Linked DNA regions of Mus musculus: region 1 is linked to region 2. Evidence: chromatin contacts called from public HiChIP or PLAC-seq data. All regions are on one chromosome and are shown on one strand. The core of a region is the stretch at or near the end of the contact, and the rest is flanking DNA. Distances in the headings are between cores, read along the strand shown.

Region 1 (6,650 bases), core at 352-2,851, 470 kb after region 2:
TCCCACCCATAAGATTATTTTTGGTGCTACTTCATAATTTTGCTCCAGTTACGCATTACAGTTTAAGTGCCTGTGTTTGTCGATAGTCTTAGTTGACCCCTGTGACGGGGTCATTGTTTGAGAACCACTGGTCTAAGTCACCCAGTAATCCGCTGCCCTCACACGAGAGAGGCTGAGAACCCAGGGGCTGGAAGGGAGAAGAAAGGACAAGCATCTATTAACTAGCAGGTCTGGAGGCTGAGATGCGAAGATTGGGAAGTCTTGTCTGTTCAGCCTCCGGTGGGAGTCCCTGTGGCTGTGACATACATAACACACGATGTAGATTGCATCATGACAGGAGAGCGTATGAGAGAGACTACACAGGAAGAAAGCCAGAGGCTGGGGGAGGGGCTCGTCGCACTCTGAGGTACTATTAGCTCAGTCCTCTGTGAACCCATAGGGGGCGCCACAAGAACTGCACTGTTCTGTGCCCGTCCTCAGGTAACCCCTAATGACCACACCACCTTCACCTAGAGCCCAGTGCAGTTTGTTTTTTGTTTTGTTGTTGTTTGTTGAGGAAGGGGCTGTGAGCTAGGCAAATGGTGCCTCACCAGTAAACTACATCCATATCTCTATAGAGCCCAGGCTTGCCCACTAATCTTTCCGCCTCTTCCTCCTGAATGCTGAGATTTACAAGTGTGCACCGCTATATTAGGGACCAAACATTCAGCACAAGAGCCCTTGGAGGACTAGTCCTATCCAAACCATATCTAGAATGTGTTAGAACGTGTTGCATAGTACAGGAAACCAGGGGAACAAAGTAGTGTTTTACTGACTGATGCTGGTTTGTTCCGGTTAATAGACTATGAGACTTAAAAGCTAATAGGCTAAGAAAGGACTAGAAAGAGAACAGTTTTTACAGTGGAAACAAACGGAAGTTTAGAAAGCAGAGTCATGTGAGTGAAAGACTTTTTCCCCCCACTTTATCCGCTTCCTCCAGCAGCCTGGGACAGCATTCAGTGCTGGACAGTCTTTCCTCCCACCCTCTTCTCCTGGCTGGCTGGCTTCTGATACAGACTCTGCTCTCTCTGGGCTTCCTGGCTTGGCCGCTTCCAATCAGCCCCCATGGGTTTAATTAGCACTTTGATGCACACAGTTCCCAAAGTGGCGTCTCCAGAGGTGACCTCTCTCTCCAGTCACATTCCTCATACCTAATTCCCTGTTAGCACCCTGCCATGCTACATCAAAAATAGAACCCATAAGCCTCTCCTCAGACCCACCTCTGTTCCTGTTCATGATAACACCGCCACTCCTAAGCTGTGTAATTTTCAGTCAGACCTCCCTTGTCTCTTTTCATTGAGTTGATTAGTCAAACCTGATTCTGCCTTACGTGTCTTTCTTCTCTTCAGGCCCAACTCCTCCCCTCAGCACCCCCTCTCCCCTCCTTCCCCTCCCTCCCAGCCCCCCCCCCCCCCCCCCCCGCCAACACACACACCATTCCATCTAGGCTACAACTGTAGTCTTTCAGTTTTTCACTTGAATCCTGTTATGGTGTGGCTGTTGGACGCCCCCCTTTGGACTGAGTGTTTGAACACCTGGTTCCCAGCTGGCAGCTGGCTTGGAGGGTTTCGGAACCTTTAGACGGTGGAGCCTCACGGGAGGAAGTGGTCCCTGGGGTGGCAGGCCTTCTGGGCTGCAGTCTGGCCCTGCTTCCAGCCAGTGTTTTTCTCTCTGCTTCCTAACTACTGGGATCTTGTAAGCAGTAGCCAGTGTTCGTTCTCTCTCTCTCTCTCTCTCTCTCTCTCTCTCTCTCACACACACACACACACACACACACACACACACACACAGTGAACAACCCTTCATCACAGGTCCTGGGAGGGATGAGAAAAATAGGAAAAACCAGAACTCACTCCGTAACTGCAAAAATGTCCCAGAAACGAATTCACTCGTTCAGTACAGAGTGAGCGACGTTGTATTGCCCAAGCACCTGACAGTGATCTGGGGTACGTGACTCAGGAATGAATGAGACAAGATCCTTACTCTGCAGAGAATAGTGACAGACAGTGAGGAGTCACCCAAGTAAATACAGGTGACAAAAAAACAACAAAAAACAAAAAAAGCAAAACAAAAAACAAAACAAAAAAACAACAAAAAAAATAAAAAATAAAAAACAAATAGCCTTTTCTGGACAAAAAAATAAAAATAAAAATAAAAAATAAAAAAATAAAAAAGTAAATACAGGTGACTCGTCCTGGAGCCTGCATGTCCAGCACTGAGGCGGCCAACGGCTGCGGAGGCGGGATGATGAGACTGTGTGTAGCAAGATCCCATCTCAGAAAGGAAATACACAAATAAATACAAATAAATCACCTTTGGAGATTGCTTTGACAGGATGATACTTTCAACTTTGAGTAGAGTTGTAAAAAGGATTAAACAACAACAACAACAATGATAGTAAGCTGAGACCTGACAGCGCTAACTAAGACTTGCTTCTTAACAGTTAAAAAAAAAATTGAGAAAGGTTAGAAAGTGGAAGAAAAATAGGCAGGGACAGCTGAGAGGCAGCCTTGATGGAGTCTAGAGAGATCAGTTTGGGGCCTAAGGAAGTGGCTTCCTGGGCAGTGTTTACCGAGCAAGCTCAAGGACCAGAGTTCAGATCCCACCCCTTACCGGCATAGAAGCCTGGTGTAACCACACTCATCTGTAACCCTGGGACTCGGAGAATAGATATAGGTGGGTCCCAAAGGCTTTCTGGCCACCAGTAGAGGCAAAGAGTAAGCTGCTGGTTCAATGAGAGATCCTACTCTTAAAAGGAAATGCTGTGCTGTTGAGATGGCTCAGGAGAGAAAATGCTTGCTGCACATGAATGTGAGCCCTAGAGTTTGAGCCGAAGAAGCCATGTCAAGCCAGATGAGGTAGTACACTTCTCGAATCTTAGCACTCCTGCGGCGAGATGGGAAGTCGATACAGGCGAACCCTTGGAAGCTCTCAAGCAAGCTAACAGCACAAGAGACCCTGTCTCAAACATGGGGTCTCAAAGTGAAGGCTGATACCTGAATTTGTGGTGTGACCCACCACATGCCCATTCCACATTCACACACATGCATGTTCTCACACACAAGAACATGCATACACATATACATCATACATAACAACACATATTAAGAGAGTAATATACCTAACTCTGACCACCTGCTATAGTGAGTACATGTATAGGCGAGTGCACACACACATATAAAAAGAAATGATCAGATGGGACCCAGTTTTGTTTCTTAAAAGACGTATACAGAAACAATAAGGAGGAAGGCTTATAAGAGACTGGGATTATAAGTTGAATCTTAGGAGCCCCTGCAGTTGTTCAAGCAAGAGATGATGGCAGTGTGAACTAGAGAGACACCAGCAAAAATGTAGAGAAGTGGTTTGGAATGTAGAAATGAGAGGCTTGATATGAGATAGGATGGAGATCATGGGTGCATCCATAGTTTGGTCCTCATAAGCCATGTAATGAGTGCCTATTAACCAAGGTTATTGTCTTAGTCAGGGTTTCTATTCCTGCACAAACATCATCACCAAGAAGCAAGTTGGGGAGGAAAGGGTTTATTCGGCTTACAATTCCATACTGCTGTTCATCACTAAAGGAAGTCAGGACTGGAACTCAGGCAGGTCAGAAAGCAGGAGCTGATGCAGAGGCCATGGAGGGATGTTCCTTGCTGGCTTGCTTCCCCTGGCTTGCTCAGCCTGCTCTCTTATAGAACCCAAGACTACCAGCCCAGAGATGGTCCCACCCACAAGGGGCCTTTCCCCCTTGATCACTAATTGAGAAAATGCCTTACAGTTGGTTCTCATAGAGGCATTTCCTCAACCGAAGCTCCTTTCTCTGTGATAACTCCAGGTGTGTCAAGTTGACACAAAACTAGCCAGTACAGTGGTGAATACTAAGAAGGTTGTGAGCTTGCAGGGCAATGTCAGGAGCATGTCAAGTTTGAGGTGTCTCATGGAATTTTATGGTTGGATAACATTTTGAGCATGTTTTTTAAAAAAAACCTTTTAAATTTCCAAATTATTTCTTTGAAAGTTTCCAAATGTATCCAGAAGAGCTGTAATAGAATCCTACATACGCGGTCTCAGGCGCTGCGGGAGCCGTGGGTTACCGTGTAGACATGGCCAAGTCCAAGAACCACACCACACACAACCAGTCCCGCAAATGGCACAGAAATGGCATCAAGAAACCCTGGTCGAAAAGATATGAGTCTCTTAAGGGGTTTGACCCCAAGTTCCTGAGGAACATGTGCATTGCCAAGAAGCACAACAAGAAAGGCCTGAAGAAGATGCAGGCCAACAACGCAAAGGCAGTGAGTGCGCGCATGCGCAGAGGCCATCAAGGCCCTGGTAAAGCCTCAGGCCATCAAGTCCAAGATGCCAAAAGGCCCCAAACTCAAGCGGCCGGCTTTCATCGCTCACCCTAAGCTTGGGAAGCGGATTCGAAGCTACGTGGCCAACGGTCAGAGGCTCTGCCAACCGAAGCCTAAGGTCCAAACCAAGGCAGGGGCCAGCTAAGGCCCAGGCTTCAGCTCTAGCCCAGGCTCCCAAAGGTGCCCAGGCCCCCAAAGGTGCCCAGGCCCCTGTGAAGGCCCCATAGAAAAGGCTCCTACCAGTGTGAAGACAGACAGACTGCTGTGACACACCTCCCCACACACTATTTGCAGATGACCAGTGTCCTATGCTGTTCTTATGAATAAACTCAGGCAAGATCTGTAAAAAAAAAAAAAAGAAAGAAAAGAAAAGAAAAAGAATCATACATACATACTCACCACCAAGCTTCAGTAATTCTTAGGATTTGGCAATCATGTTTTGTAAGGTGAGGTTCTGATACTAAGGTCCTGTTTCCCTATTGGTTCTTGATCTGTCAGTAAAGAAAGCCATGGACCAGTTGCTGGGCAGAAGGGACCCCTGGAGACAAAGGGGTGCAAGAAAGGAGGACAGAGTTCACCGGGCTTTGGATAAAGGAGAACTGGGAAACTATGTGAGATTTCAAAATGGACTGGCCACACAGGCTGCTCCTATAGGCAGGTGGTCCGGGAAGTTTAGCAACTGAAGTTTAGGGCAGGTGGGAGAGACTTGAGATAAGAGACTGATAAGGGCAGCTTTTCCAGGCAGGAGATAGTAGTACCAGCAATTGTGCCCAGAAGGCAAGTTGAAGAGGAGCAGCTGTATCTGTGTGTCTTTAATCCTCAAAGTCAAGGGAAGCTAGGAGGGGGATGGTATCTCAGTCACTTCCTGGAGCAAAGGCACTAGGGTACAACTACACGCAGCAATGTTTTCTCTCTGTTCCCACATATACAGCTGTACCAACCTGCCACCTCATCCCACCCTGATGGCAACTTCTTAATATTGTCACGTTTTATTCATAAGTTGTTGGGGATTGGTTTTAATCTTTTGTCTTAATTAGGCTCCCAAAATCTTATAGGAATCTGCATGTCCAGATGCTGAGGGTCCCTGTCCCCAATTGGTCTTTGATTGCTCAATAAAGAGCCAATGGCCAATATCTTGGCAGGGAGAAAGAAGCATAACTTTTAGGATTCCCGGGCAAGATATGCAAGGGAGAAGACGAGGGATTCCATCACGAGAGGGGTGTAGGATGGATCATGCCATGAAAGGGGAAGCAGAGAGACCAGAATTAAAAAGCCTGCCAACATGTAAGAGCCTGGGAAAGTGGCCCCAGAGGCCACGCCCCTTATTTGGTCTGGGATAGCATAGATGAAATGTAGGTTTTAAAAGGTGTTAGTTAACTAAAGAATACCGGAGGGGAGTATAGGCTAGTCGTGGGGAGGTTTGGAAGTGCCTAGCCAGTGAGCTAGTCAAGGCATAACAAAATTAAGCTGACATGTGTGTGTCTTTCATTCACAAACCCAGACAACTCTATGGGATGGCTAGAAATGTGATCCCCTGCTGGGAGGGAGCTCAAAGCAGATTAACTGTTTGCTACCACAATAAGTATCTTGTATCTGATAAAGTTTTCCTTTTATTATATAGTCATAAAAACATTATTAAACATGGTAAGAATACCAATTTCTCCACAGCATTCAATAGTCATGATTTTGATGTTTCCAGCTGTTAAAATAGGCAGCATAAATAAACCCTTGCATACACTGCAAAAATGATTTTGATAAGGGTACCAAGCCTACTCAATGGAGAAAAGACGATCTTCCACCCCTGCTACCAGCGCACCAGGAGACCTGGGGCATGCCAGGTAGTAACTCCCGCCCATACTGTAAATCTACCCCTGTTACCTTAGGACCACATGGACTGAACACCTTCCACAGAAAGCACCATCCATCTACCTGCAGCCTGCCATTAACAATGGCTAATATACAAATGGTCAGTATGCTGAGAGTAAGAGACTTTAGGCTACTCAGCCCTAACAGGATGTTCCCATTATACCTCTCCCCTCACGGCTCAGGGGCCTTTGAAGAAGAGGCATGGAAAAATTGTAAGAGCCAGAGGTGATGGATGACTTCAAGGAAACAGTATGTTCTTGACACAGCAGCAGTACAGTTGTAGTTAGATCTATTGTCATGGCTTGCTCAAGACCCACACAAACTCAAGGCCAACAAAATCCCAGCACCAGGGCATGCAAGGTACAAATGTAGTCCCTCCCTTAGTTTAGG
Region 2 (6,690 bases), core at 2,282-4,781:
GAAATAAAGAAAGAAAATAAAGGCTTTTTAGAATTTAATGAAAATGAAGACACATCATACCAAAACTTATGGGACACAATGAAAGCAGTGCTAAGAGGAAAACTAATAGCTCTGAGAGCTTCCAAAAAGAAACCAGAGAAAGAATACACTACTAGCTTGACAGCACACCTGAAAGCTCTAGAACAAAAAGAAGCAAATACACCTTAGAGGAGTAGACAGCAGGAAATAATCAAACTCAGGGCTGAAATCAACCAAATAGAAACAAAAAGAACTATACAAAGAATCAACAAAACCAGGAGCTGATTCTTTGAGAAAATCAACAAGATAGATAAACCCTTAGCCAGACTAACCAGAGGGCACAAAGAAATATCTAAATTAACAAAATCAGAAAAAAAGAAGATATAACAACAGAAACTGAGGAAATTTTTAAAAATCATCAGATCCTACTACAAAAGCCTATATTCAACAAAACTGAAAATCTGGATGAAATGGACAATTTTCTAAACAGATACCAAATACCAAAGTTAAATAAGGATCAGAAAAGCCATCTAAACCACCCCATAATCCCTAAAGAACTAGAAGCAGTCATTAAAAGTCTCCCAACCAAACAAAGCCTAGGACCAGATGGTTTAGTGCAGAATTCTACCAGACCTTCAAAGAAGACCTACTACCAATACTCTTCAAACTATTCCACAAAATAGAAACAGAAGGAACACTACCTTAATCATTCTATGAAGCCACAGTTATGTTGAGAATTCTCCCTTGGAAATAGATTAGTTTCTGTCTAATCAGGAACTTTTCACAATTTCTTTTCATAGAGGACTCCATAAGAAAATTTTTTTCTACTTCTATTGTGTTTAATTTTTCAAATAGATTTTTAAAACCTGTTGAGTGCATATTACTTTTAGCTTCAGAAAATATCATGAATATTTAAGAGTTATTTAACTATTATAAATTATTTTGATGACTTAAAAATGTCAATACTGAGTTTTATATTTTAAAATAAATTTCATTAGTTTAATAAAAAATAAAAAAATAAAAAGGCATAAGATCCCCCAGGACTGGAGTTACAGGCAGTTGTGAGCTGTCATGTGGGTGCTGGGAATTGAACCCAGGTCCTATAGAAGAGCAATTAGTGTTCTCAAGTGCATAGCATTCTCTCCAGGCCCTATTTGCATATTTATTCTACCATATTGACTTTATAACTATTGACTAGCTGGGGAAAATGATAACAATAATAATTGTTCTGGATTTGTACAAATGGTACTATCTGGAAAGCACATACATCGGTCACAGGAAGGACATAGATCAAATGGTTCTGTAACTTGCCAAAGAGACAGAACCCAGTTTTAATATCTATGCTATAAATTCCACAACATGAACAACCTGTGTGAGAAGGACAATGGTGAGTTAAATAACTGAGGTTCTCTTGGTGACTCTGCGTGGCAGCGTTACTGTCTGCAAGGCACAAGCTGAATGTGACTCAGGCAGCATCCACTTGGAGGCCAATGGTTCGCGCTTTTATTCCAATACCTCCTTTCTCATCCTTCAAAGGCTATGTGCCAATCTGGCCCCAACTGCAGCAGTAACCTGGCAGTGGGTATCTCCATCCTTGGAGATTACTGGCAGCCATATATAAATACTATGAGGTATATATATATATATATATATATATATATATATATATGTGTGTGTGTGTGTGTGTGTGTATGTATATGTGTGTATATATATATATATATATATATATATATATATATATATATATATTTCTTCATCAGAAATGCAGGGATCAGTGAATCTTTTAACTTCTTCCATGTATTGGAAAGAAACCCTGAAAAATGACTCAAATGGAATTTGGTTCAAAGCTAAAGAACTTTGTCAGTAAATGCATAGTCACAGGTGTCAGATATAGTGGGACAAGAACAAGTTGGGAAACTTTGTCTCCATCCTAATAAAAATATTTTTAAATTAGAGGGACATATCTAAGTAGAAAAATGAGAACACTCACTGACTAATTACATTCCTGGAAGAGTACTGGCTCAAGCATTTATAGTGATATAAAGAACTGTCCTTACAGATTACGTTTAGTTTACAATCTCCAGAAATGGTGCACATCTTTAATCTCAGCATTCAGGAAAGAGGGACAGATTGGTCTCTGTGAGTTCCAAGTCAAGCCTGGACGACATAACAGGCTCCAGACCAGTTAGGGATCTCTAGTAAGACCTATCTTTAAAAATGGTGAAAGACGCCAGGCAGCGATGGTGCACGCCTTTAATCCCAGCACTTGGGAGGCAGAGGCAGATGGATTTCTGAGTTCGAGCCCAGCCTGGGCTACAGAGTGAGTTCCAGGACACAGAGAAACCATGTCTCGAAAGAACAACAACAACAACAACAACAACAACAACAAAATGGTGAAAGAAATAAAGAAAAAATGAAAGAAAAGAAAAGAGAGAAAGGGAAAGGAAGGAAGGACAGATGTTTGTGCACACCTATAATTTCAGTGCAAAGGTGGAGACAGAAACAGAAGGATCAAAAAAACTTGGGGACAGCCTCAGGTACATAGCAAGCCAGAGGACGGCTTAGGCTATACAACACTCTATGTCAAAACATTAAAACTAAAATAAGATACAACTTACCCTTAAACTGCACTAGCCAAATCACTGCACACATTTGTGAAAACTGATTAATTGCTGGGGTTTTTTAAAAATAACTTTAAGATACTAAATTTAAAAAGTTTAAAAACTTAACAAAATTAAATTTATATTTCTATTCTAGGAATTTATTCATTGCACACTGTGAAAATATATCAAATTATGGTGAGATTAGCACAACTTTCTCTTCCACTCCGCATGCGTGCTGTGCATATTTCCTTAGACCTTTTGATCAAAGGCATGCTGATAATATTTTCTCAGAGGAAACCAAGGGGTCTGACACAAACTGTCAACGAGAGAATAGCTTTCATTATTGAGAGGAGTAAAGTCAAATTATTCCAGAATGTAGGATGAAACATCAGTCAAATATTCACTACCTTACGAAGAAGATTGACGTTCATCCTAAATTTACCATATGTGGTATAATAGCTTCGCTTGAAACTTCTCCAAATAGAAAGGTTAATTTGAAAACGTGGTGATATAACGTTGCTTGAGGATGTGACATGAAATGCTCGTTATCTATGAGTTTAAAAGGTATGCCTCTAAACCCTGCACCAAATGCCATAATATTTTAATACATTCATATGTCAAAACAACCTGTAAAAAGCACCTGCCCCCATTAAACTAAACAAGCAACAACCACAAGGCGGAGTTCTATAAAAATAGCAGTAGAAGAGGAAGTGGAGGATTCTTGACAGGATTGTGACAGTGACACTCAACTGTGCCTTTTAACCTTCTGCTGGGGATATCACATGAAGGTGGTAGGAAATAAAAATAAGATGAGGTACAGTGATAACTTCAGAGAACTGTGAAACTATCAATGCAAGGGAGGGAGAGATGGCTCAGGCAGGAAGGGCACAAGTGTTGGAAGGGCACTGGCTGCTCTCACAGAAGACCTGGGTTCCAGCCCTTCACCCTCACGGCAGCTCAGAGCCGTCTGTATGTAACTCCAGTTCCAGGAGATCCCATGTTCTCTTTTGACCTCTTTGGGAACTTCAAGTGTGTGGTACATATACAAACATGCAGGCAAAATATTCCGACAAAAAAAATAAAATAAAGTGGAAAAAAAACTTTTTTTTTGTAATGTTAAACAGTGGATGCAAAGAAGTCATTGATAACAAATTTGGGTATTGGTCCTCTGTCTATGCCCGCCGGAGCCTGTTGGTGTTGACTGACCAGAGTCAGAATCATCCGCTCCGGACCTCAGGACCTCTGGACCTCCCCGACCCCAGCCAGTGTCCTGACCTGGAAAAACACTTCAGAATCATGTTTCTGCATCAGTTTCTGCTAGAGCCAATAACCTACCATGCCTGGAACAGGGATGGTACCCACATCGCCCTGAGCCCCAATAGTCATGAAGTGCACATCTACAAGAAGAATGGGAGTCAGTGGACGAAAGCTCGTGAGCTGAAGGAACATAACAGACACATCATAGGTATTGACTAGGCTCCTAAGAGTGATTGTAATATCACTTGCGGGGCAGACCTCGATGCCTATGTCTGGAGTCAGAAAGATGGCAGCTGGAAGCCCACCTGGTGATCCTGAGAATTAACGGTGCAGCCACTTTTGTGAATTGGTCCCCACTTGAGAACGAGTTTGCTGTGGGGAGCAGAGACCCCGATCATCTCTATTTGTTACTCAGAGTTTGAAAATGACTGGTGGGCGAGCAAGCACATGAAGAAGCCAATTCGCTCCACAGTCCTCAGCTTGGACTGGCATTCCAACAATGTTTTGTTGGCTGCAGGCTCTTGTGACTTCGAAAGAAGAGTGTCTTCTGCCTACATCAAAGAGGTGAACAAGAAGCCAGCCAACATGCCCTGGGGCAGCAAGATGCCTTTTGGTCAGCTGATGTCTGAGTTTGGTGGCAGTGGCACGGGCAGCTGGGTGCGTGGGGTCAGCTTCTCTGCCAGTGGGAGCCGCCTGGTCTGGGTCAGCCAGGTCAGTACAGCGCCCGTTGTGGATGCCTCAAAAAGCATGCAGGTTTCAACTCTAAGAGTTCCTGCGGCTGCTTAGTGTGTCATTTGTCTCAGAGAACAGCATTGTGGCTGCGGGCCATGACTGCTGCCCGATACTCTTTAACTAAAATGACCATGGCTGTTTGACCTTTGTGTCCAAACTAGAAGTCCCAAAATAGAACGTCCAGCACAATATGTCTGCTATGGAACGCTTCTGTAACATGGACAGTGGGGCCATTACCGATGACCGCAACCCAGCCTTGGAAACACTGCACCAGAACAGCATCACTCAAGTGTCTGTTTATGAAGTGGGTAAGCAAGATTGTTGCAAATTCTGTGCTACTGGCATTGATGGAGTCGTGATAATTTGGGATTTCAAGATCTTAGAGTCTTCCATCCAGGGTCTCCGGATAATGTGGAGCTGAGCGAGCCTCTGGCAGCCAGGATGAGGCACAGGACTGAGCACACTCTGCCATTCACGTGCCGGTGAGGATCGCTGGCCAAAGGAAACACTGTCACACTGAAGCAACTAGCGTGTGTTTGTGTGGATGTCATGAGGTGTGGCATTCAGAGACAGCAGTGGTTCATTTTGCTTTTTCTTTCATTTCGTTTTGTTTTGGTTTTGCTATCTCATTCCATGTTTGAACAAAGCTTCTTTTTAATTAGTTTATTATGGAAGATTGTTACACTAACTTAAAGGGGAAGGAAAATATGTACATTGTATGCTTTAAAAAAATTAAAGAAAAATCCCAAGTGTGAAAAAAGAAAAAGAAAGAAAGAAAGAAAGAAAGAAAGGAAGAAAGGAAGGAAGGAAGGAAGGAAGGAAGGAAGGAAGGAAGGAAGGAAGGAACTGGGGTATTGTCCTGTGGTATGCCTAGACTAGAGTCTTCAAATGCTAACAGACTATATAAAAAAGTTTACAAGATTGTGTAGGGTTGGGCTGGAGAGATGGCTCAATGGTTAAGAGCACTGGCTGCTCTTCCAGAGGTCCTAAGTTCAAATCCCAGCAACCACGTGGTGGCTCACAACCATCTATAACAAGATCTGACACCCTCTTCTGGTGTGTCTGAAGACAGCTACAGTGTGCTTAGATATAATAATAAATAAATCTCAAAATAAAAAAGATTGTGTAGGGTTTTGTAATGTAAATATACCATCCCTAAATCTATTTCTTTTGAGAATTTATTTATTTTTGTAATGAACTTGCTTCTTGTCATACATGATAGCTTTGTTATTGTCTGTGTGACTGATAACATTTCAGTCTTCAGAGACCGCTTTTCTGAATGGCCAACTGGTGGTGCCTGCTTTCTGCTCAAAGACTTCTTGTTTGGGGCATGGAGGCAAAGGCTGCACTGCCACCATCAGGAACGGGCAAATCCTTGTATCTCCATCCAAACCCAAATCCCCCACTCTCCTTACTAAAGATTCTACCTAGGTGAATGAAGATATACTATCAGCAACAAGGAGCAGACAAGCTCTTCAGATTTAAACTTAGATTTAAAATTAAACAGAACTGCATCCTATATATATGAAATTATAGGTTTATAGCCAAATATTTTGCAATGCCTGGTATAGCCATTATCTGTGGTAGTTGGTCTCTATTAGGTACCTAGCCATCTCCATGAAAACAGCTTTCCCTCTCCACAGCAGTCTTATACTACAATGCAAAGAAAAACATTCAAAGAACACAATAATGTATTTAATAAGGAATTCAGCTGGTGTGCCACTATCACGTGCCTTAAACTGCTGTATAAGGCCACAGATGCATAACTTCATTGTTTCATTTGCAGAAGTATTTTGGAACCACAGCAAAAATAAAGATTTTATGTTATAAAAGCATCACTCAAAACGACTGAGAAAAATGAAATACTCGGGGCTGGAGAGATCTCTCAGTGGTTGAAAGCACATATTACTCTTCCAAAGGACACAAGTTCAATTCCCAGCCCTCAGGCTGAGCAGCTCACAAGTACTGTAGCTCTAGATCCAGGGAATCCAATGCCCTTTTCTGACCTCCTCAGGCACCTGTACTCACTCGCACATAACCACACACAAACACATAGTCCTTGGTCTGTAATTATCTTTCT

The links. HiChIP or PLAC-seq counts read pairs in DNA pulled down with a chosen protein or histone mark.
Region 1: a contact with region 2 is called in an H3K27ac HiChIP or PLAC-seq map of T-cell acute lymphoblastic leukemia, with 5 times the contacts expected there. The contact joins two enhancer-like sites. A contact is called at or near these places in 2 of 484 Hi-C or Micro-C datasets (DN3 thymocytes and cortical neurons) and 1 of 115 datasets of contacts at active chromatin or transcription factors (T-cell acute lymphoblastic leukemia).

Annotation. Positions count from the first base shown.
Region 1 is chr15:96,184,485-96,191,134 of GRCm38.p6, forward strand. The region is part of intron 1 of Gm38469 (spidroin-2); the gene reads right to left. It overlaps 2610037D02Rik (RIKEN cDNA 2610037D02 gene), which reads right to left. Exons shown (of 6, transcript NR_040423.1): 6 at 5,990-6,650. It also overlaps the pseudogene Gm4371. Among named protein-coding and RNA genes, the nearest start is that of 2610037D02Rik, 10 kb to the right of the region's middle. Within about 2 kb of position 1,602, at least 18 of the 459 cell types and tissues checked have an H3K27ac peak or open chromatin away from gene starts, as enhancers often do. A contact at or near this core is called in T-cell acute lymphoblastic leukemia, where this site is marked.
Region 2 is chr15:95,711,275-95,717,964 of GRCm38.p6, forward strand. It overlaps the pseudogene Gm8843. Among named protein-coding and RNA genes, the nearest start is that of Gm6961, 37 kb to the right of the region's middle. Within about 2 kb of position 3,532, at least 11 of the 459 cell types and tissues checked have an H3K27ac peak or open chromatin away from gene starts, as enhancers often do. A contact at or near this core is called in T-cell acute lymphoblastic leukemia, where this site is marked.